2 separate regions of the Mus musculus genome follow, and region 2 is linked to region 1. The links are chromatin contacts, called in public HiChIP or PLAC-seq maps. All regions are on one chromosome and are shown on one strand. The core of a region is the stretch at or near the end of the contact, and the rest is flanking DNA. Distances in the headings are between cores, read along the strand shown.

The links. HiChIP or PLAC-seq counts read pairs in DNA pulled down with a chosen protein or histone mark.
Region 2: a FOXA1 HiChIP or PLAC-seq map of pancreatic cancer cells shows a contact between it and region 1. The contact joins the enhancer-like site here to the promoter of Spag9 in region 1. A contact is called at or near these places in 10 of 39 promoter capture datasets (the C10 cell line, cranial neural crest, embryonic stem cells and 5 more), 1 of 484 Hi-C or Micro-C datasets (olfactory sensory neurons), 8 of 115 datasets of contacts at active chromatin or transcription factors (bone marrow-derived macrophages, embryonic stem cells, extraembryonic endoderm stem cells and 3 more) and 2 of 9 other capture datasets (adipose tissue and embryonic stem cells).

The regions. Positions count from the first base shown.
Region 1 is chr11:93,994,244-93,997,528 of GRCm38.p6, forward strand. It overlaps Spag9 (sperm associated antigen 9), which reads left to right and starts at 1,848. Exons shown (of 29, transcript NM_027569.3): 1 at 1,848-2,330. The coding sequence starts at 2,028.
Region 2 is chr11:94,230,479-94,233,487 of GRCm38.p6, forward strand. No RefSeq gene overlaps it. Among named protein-coding and RNA genes, the nearest start is that of Wfikkn2, 11 kb to the right of the region's middle. Within about 2 kb of position 1,488, at least 92 of the 459 cell types and tissues checked have an H3K27ac peak or open chromatin away from gene starts, as enhancers often do. A contact at or near this core is called in pancreatic cancer cells, where this site is marked.

The DNA.
Region 1 (3,285 bases), core at 598-3,097:
TGAGTTCCAGGACAGCCAGGGCTACACAGAAAAACCCTGTCTTGAAAAACAAAACAAAAACAAACACAAAGGAGCAAACATAAAAAACATTTTTCTTTAAGCATTCTTAAGTATACAATAATGTTGTAGAAATACAAAAAACAACTCTTGCTCTAAGTCTTCCATCTCTGACTCCCAGGAAAACAGAGTTACTTAGGAAGACTGAGTGGCGTCACTCATGAAGGGGTAGGGAAGGGAGAGAGAATATTCATAGCAAGATTTCCTCCGTTTTCAAGGTGAGATTAAGAAGTGATAGGTGCCTGAAGAAATAGGCTCAGCAGTTAAGAGGACTGGCTGCTCTTGCAGAAGACCAGGGTTTGATTCCCACCACATACATAGAGGCTCACAACCAGCTAAAACTCCAGTTCTAGCTGACAGGACACCGTCGGCAGGCTCTGCACAGGACTGGTGCCCAGACATGCACACAGGCAAAACATTAGTTCACAAAACAAAACAATAAAGTTCTTTTTAAAAATCGATAGGGCATTTTGAGCTCATACTCAACTAGCTGGGCAGCATTCCTAGAATCCAGACATATACACAAAGTAAGGGTGAGGAAGGGAGACAGGGAGAGCACAAACTAAGGGTAGTGGCGCAGGGGTTCGGGAAATTGTTTTGACAGTTTTCATCTTTGTCCTTTTGCACTGGGTCAACCTCCACAGAGCTTTTGGTGGTTTCCAGGGAGATGGAAGTGTGGGAGACTTTGGGGATGATCTGAAACTTCTAAACACCAAACAGGGTATTTAGGACTCCGGGAGGTAGCCAGTCTTCTCCCTAATAACTTGTCTATTTAAATCCTCTCTGTTCTTCCCATATATTTAGATGAGTCGGAGTCGGTGTATCTGAGTCAGCTATGGCAAAGGGAAGAGGCTTTTGCGAGTGTCTTCCGCCAAACTTGAGACTGGAAGATGAGAATACACGGAAGTAATCTCTGACTCAGCCTGCCCAAGGCTAGGGTGTTGTGGCATTCCCCACGAGTGACGCACTCCCAAGATAGGTGACTTCATGTATCATGGGACTTATTCCACCACTGACTCCACCCCATAGCCTCCTCTGCTTCTTCTCTCACTTCCCAGCCCCACCTCCCTCTCAAGATCAGAGAGGGACCGGTGGTAGTGGCTGCAGCCTAGAACTGTCTTTCTCATAGGCAGGGAGCAGAGGGACCCAGTGTTTGGCAAAATGCAAAAAGTGGTACTCATTTTCCCTTCTCCAGACGCTTCGCTCTTCTGGTTAAGGCTATCCTTACTCTTCCTTAACATCAAAGTGTACTATCGTACTCGAGGCAACCTGATCCTCTAGGCAGTCATTCTAGTTACAGCTTTTTCCCTCATCCACTGTTTTCCTTTGAGTCCAGAATTCTCAGTAGGAAGTAGAGAGAGTCTCGCCTCTGCCTCTTTCCTGTTCTAGCGGTATGACCTTGACTAACCCGCAACTTCCCTGGCCCTAGTTTCTTTGTCTGTTAAGCAGGGTCCACACGTCTGGCGCACCAAGAAGGCGCGGGATGAGCCGTAAAAAGGCGAAGAAAACGCTTGCAGCCTCCTGGGGAAAGTTGTCAGTCTTCAGAGCCCCTCCCTTTCCTCTGGGAACGCCCAGCCAACGCAGCCTCCGGCTGTCACTTCCTCCACCTCTCACCTCTCGGTCCGCGCGCGCGCGGCGCCGGGTGTTGGCGTCACAGCCGGCGCACGCCGCCGCCAGGCCCCGCCCCTCGTCCGCGCCTGGCCTCCCGCGGGGCCCCGCCCACCGGGGCGACGCGGCGCTGGCCCCGCCCCACGGGTGACGCGTAGCGCGCGCGGCCGGGCCGCCCCGGCAGTTGGTGCAGCGGCGGTTGGGGCGAGTGCGCTCACCCCACCCCTCCCCTCCTTGGCCAGGGCTCCGGCCCCCACCCCGCGGGGCCCAGCCCCAGCCCCAGCCTCCGCCGGGCCCGTCCCGTGCGGGCCCGTGCCACCCCTCAGCCGGCGACGCCCGGGGCCGCCCGCCCGCCCGCCACCATGGAGCTGGAGGACGGTGTGGTATACCAGGAGGAGCCCGGAGGCTCCGGGGCCGTGATGTCAGAGCGGGTGTCCGGCCTGGCCGGCTCCATCTACCGCGAGTTCGAGCGGCTCATCGGGCGCTACGATGAGGAGGTGGTCAAGGAGCTGATGCCACTGGTGGTGGCCGTGCTGGAGAACCTGGACTCGGTGTTCGCGCAGGACCAGGAGCACCAGGTGGAGCTGGAGCTGCTGCGGGACGACAACGAGCAGCTCATCACCCAGTACGAGCGGGAGAAGGCGCTGCGCAAGCACGCCGAGGAGGTGAGGGCCGGCGGGGGCGGGGGTCGCAGCCGGGCTGGGGACGCTGGGCGCGCCAGGCGCACCAACGCGCCAGGGTGGACTCCTGAAGGGCAGGCCCGAATCCAGGGCCCGGGACAGTGCTCCGCAGCGTCTCGGGACCCCGGGACACTGGCCGGTGCTGGAAGCCTAGGCAGGCCAGCGAGTGTCCAGGAGAGGGGTGAAGTGGGAGGAAGGCCGGGGGAGGAAGCGACACTCTGGCATCTGAGGGCACCTGGGACTGCCCGAGGGCGGAGACTTGAGGGTGTCTGGTTGCTTCTTGTTTAGGGAAGTTTCCGACCACCGTAGGATAGTCGGGTGCGGGTTCAAACTTTTAGCATGGGGAGGGGCAGTGCTGTCCTGCCCGTGTCAGTTCCGCTGGCTTCGGTACCTTTCCAGGGGGGGCTGCTGCTGCTTTGGGAAGTTAGAGATCTCCCTCTTTCGGTCAGTTTCTTCTTGACATTTAGATCCTCTTGAGAAGGAAGTCTACCTATGTACCCTTTTTTTTTTTTTCCATTTAATTTTAACACTTAGTCAACCACTTAGAAGTCGACTAGCAGAGTCCAGTAAGTACATACAGTACATTCATTTACTTTATTAATGTTCCTCACAGAGGAATGTTCCTCCTTCGTGTCAGGTGGTAACCTTGGACAGTTCCCTGACAGCCTCCTCTATTTATAAAGACTGGGGGGCGGGGTTGAGAAGGTGTGGGTGAGTGTTACAACACTTGTCCTGTCTGCGTTTGCTTTGCATCCTGCAGTTTCTAAGTGCACTTGGCTGGCTCTTTGCTCGAACACCTGAGCGGTGACCTTTGTACTCGTCACCTGAGTGTGTGAGCCTTTTTGGATCCTGGGCTGTAAATGATCCTCTAGCTTTTTGAGCGAGTTCAGGATTTTAGCCTGCAGGCTGAGCGCCCTGGCATTGTTTCTGAAGAACCTTT
Region 2 (3,009 bases), core at 238-2,737, 240 kb after region 1:
AGCGAATCCCAGAGGCATTTTATCGTTCCCTTCCGTTGACTCTAGATTAGGGTGGGGTCTTCAAACAGCAAAGTCATAAAATAATGCCAGCTTAAAGAAGGCTGGACATTCACGACTCATCTGCTGCGGAAAAAAAAATGCCCAATTAGAGCAACTTGAGGACGAAAGGGCTCAGTCCACCTCAGGATTTGAAGGAGTGTAAGGTGACGGATTGCATTGCATGTACAGTGAAGAAGGAGAAAGAAATGAATGCTGGTGTTCGGCTGGCTTTCTCCTCCTTATAAACTCCGTGTGTGTGTGTGTGTGTGTGTGTGTGTGTGTGTGTGTGTGTGTGTGTGTGTGTGAGGTACATGTGAAAGCCAGACATCAACCTCAGATGTTAGTCTTCAGACGGTAAATCTCTCAGTGGCTTAGAGTCATCAAGTAGATTAGACCCAAAGGTCATCAAGTCCTAAGGATGCACCTGTCTCTAGCTCCTCAGTGCTGGGATTGGGAACTGTGTCACCATAGCTGGATTTGTGCTGGGGGTAGGGGTGGGGTGGTTCTGGGCATTGACCTGAGGTCCTCATACTCACAAGATAAACGCTGTGCCAACTGAGCGCTCTCTCCAGAGCCTCTTTTCCCCCTTTCCATATTAGTCTGGGATTCCAGTTCATGGAATGTTGCCACCCTCATTCAGGCTGAGTCTTTCTTCCTCAGTTAAACCTCTCATGGAAAACACCCCCCGGCCCCCAAGACAGGCCCAGAGCTGTGACTCCTAGGTGCTCCCACGTCTAGTCAACTGGACAATGAACACAGACCTTTGAGAGCTGTGAGGGACGGATCAGCAGCATATGTGAAGGACATAACTCAACATTGTTGGCACGCAAGCGTCTGCCCCTCTCTGTGGTACTGCTCTCACTCAGGCCTTGCGTCCTGACTGTCACATACAAAGGACACAAGCCAGCCACCACCCACCACCCTCAGCTGTCTGTTAGACAGAGCTGTCCCTTCCCATAAACCAGAAAACAAAACAAAACACCAAGATGGCAACAACTTCCCTCTGCCAGAGCTCTTAAGTTTCCTCAAGACTCAGAAGGGGCAGATAAGACCGGTATGTTGGGGTACCCAGCACCTTGCCAGTGATGGGCTGCGAAGAGGTCCCACCTCTGGGCCAGTCTGGGCTGGTACACGCTGGGACATAGCCCTGTATTCCCTTCCTGTGAGTGAGCTTGAAGGAATCCTTTACTGTTAGACATCTGGATGTCCTTGGTTAACTTGGGATATGAAGAGAGACTCCAGCCTGACCTTGAAGAGAGGTCAAAGGGCTTGGAAGCCTAAGATGTGGGAGGGAGAGGGCTGGATAGCACGTCCACCTGCCTGTCCACACTCCTCCTTGGGAGGTACCCCTGGAAGCTTATTCTTCCTTCCTCCTGACAGCCTGAGAGAGCTGTGTCAACTGACCTCAGGGCACATTCCAGAATGAGGGCACAGCCAAGAATAGGACCCAGGAGCCCTGTCACCACCCGCCTGCATTACTCACACATTCCCTAGAGAGGAGGAGAAGCCCTGGCTCCTTGGGAAGATGGGATGAGAACAGGAGGAGTAGCTACGGGAGTGGAGCTGACATGAAAGACAAATGATAGTCAAAAAAAAAAAAAATGCAGTGGGCCCTCGTGGCCCTCCTCCCAGATCCTGTATCCAGCCATCCATCCCCCTTTCGAGCTCTGAGCTGGGCCGCAGTGTTCCTGGAGCCCCTGGCCACTACTCTGATTTGGGTCAGCACCAGCCTAGAGGCATGCCAGACTTGACGAGGCTGAGGCAGCCTAGGGACAGCAGAGGCCTCCCCCAAGGAGCTGGCTGCCTTCTGAAGATGAGGAGGCATGAGGCTGATGTCTGGCTCGGGAATCTAGGCCATGACTGCAGTTGTGTGTGAAGGAAGCTTGTCACGTGTCCAGGATATAAACAGGCCTTGGGTGATGCACCGGTGACTGACCAGCTGGAGCCAGACACTGCCCATGCAGGCACGTGTGCTTATGCTTATGCGTGTGTGTGTGTGTGTGTGTGTGTGCGTGTGCGTGTGCGCGTGCGCGCGCGCGTGTGTGTGTGTGTGTGTGTGTGTGTATGTGTGTGTGTCTGTGTGCCTGTGTGTGTGTCTGTGTGAGTATGCAGGTATGTCTACGGTATGTCTACCAAAGCCTGCACACATGGAGACCAAAGGCGGGTGTTGGTATCTTCTTCTGCCTCTCCCCAACTTATTGTATTTAGTTATTTGTTTGGGGTGAGGGGCACATGCCACAGCATGTGTGTTTGTATGTGTGTGTGTGTGTGTGTACAGCTTTTGGGAATAGGTTTTCTTTTCCTACTGTATACTACCTAAGGATTGAACTTAGGTCATGAGACTTGGCAGCAAGCCCCTTTTCTCACTGAACCATCTCTTTCCACCTATATTTTCGGAACAAGATTTCACACAGAACCTGGAGTTCACATATTCGGCTCGTCTGGCTGGCTGGCGGGGGCAAGGCCCCAGTCTCCTGAATTCACCTCCCCAACACAGCTTGTACCCAGATTTTTACGTGGATTCTGGGGATCCGAACTCGAGTCTTCATACTTGAACTGAGACATACCCCACTCCCTGTTTCTTTCTCTCTTTCTTTCTTTCTTTCTTTCTTTCTTTCTTTCTTTCTTTCTTTCTTTCTTTCTTCCTTTCTTTCTTCCTTTCTTTCTCTCTTTCTTTTTTCTTTTGTTTTAACTTTGTTTTTGAGATGGGTTTTCTTTGCCTAGTCTGTTCTTGTACTTGAAATCCTTCTGCCTCTGACTCCCAAGTGCTGGAACTGTAGCCCTGTGCTTTGGCCATGGCTAAGTAAATGTCCCATTACTCTTGCCTTAGTTTTCCTTACCTAGAAAATGTCATTGTGCCTCATGAGATCTCAGTGTGGACCCCAGGAGAAGGCGCTTGGTGCCACCACACGGTAAACTGTTGGTTCGATTTATCATAATGGAGCAGTTGGAGATCAGAGCTGAAAGAAA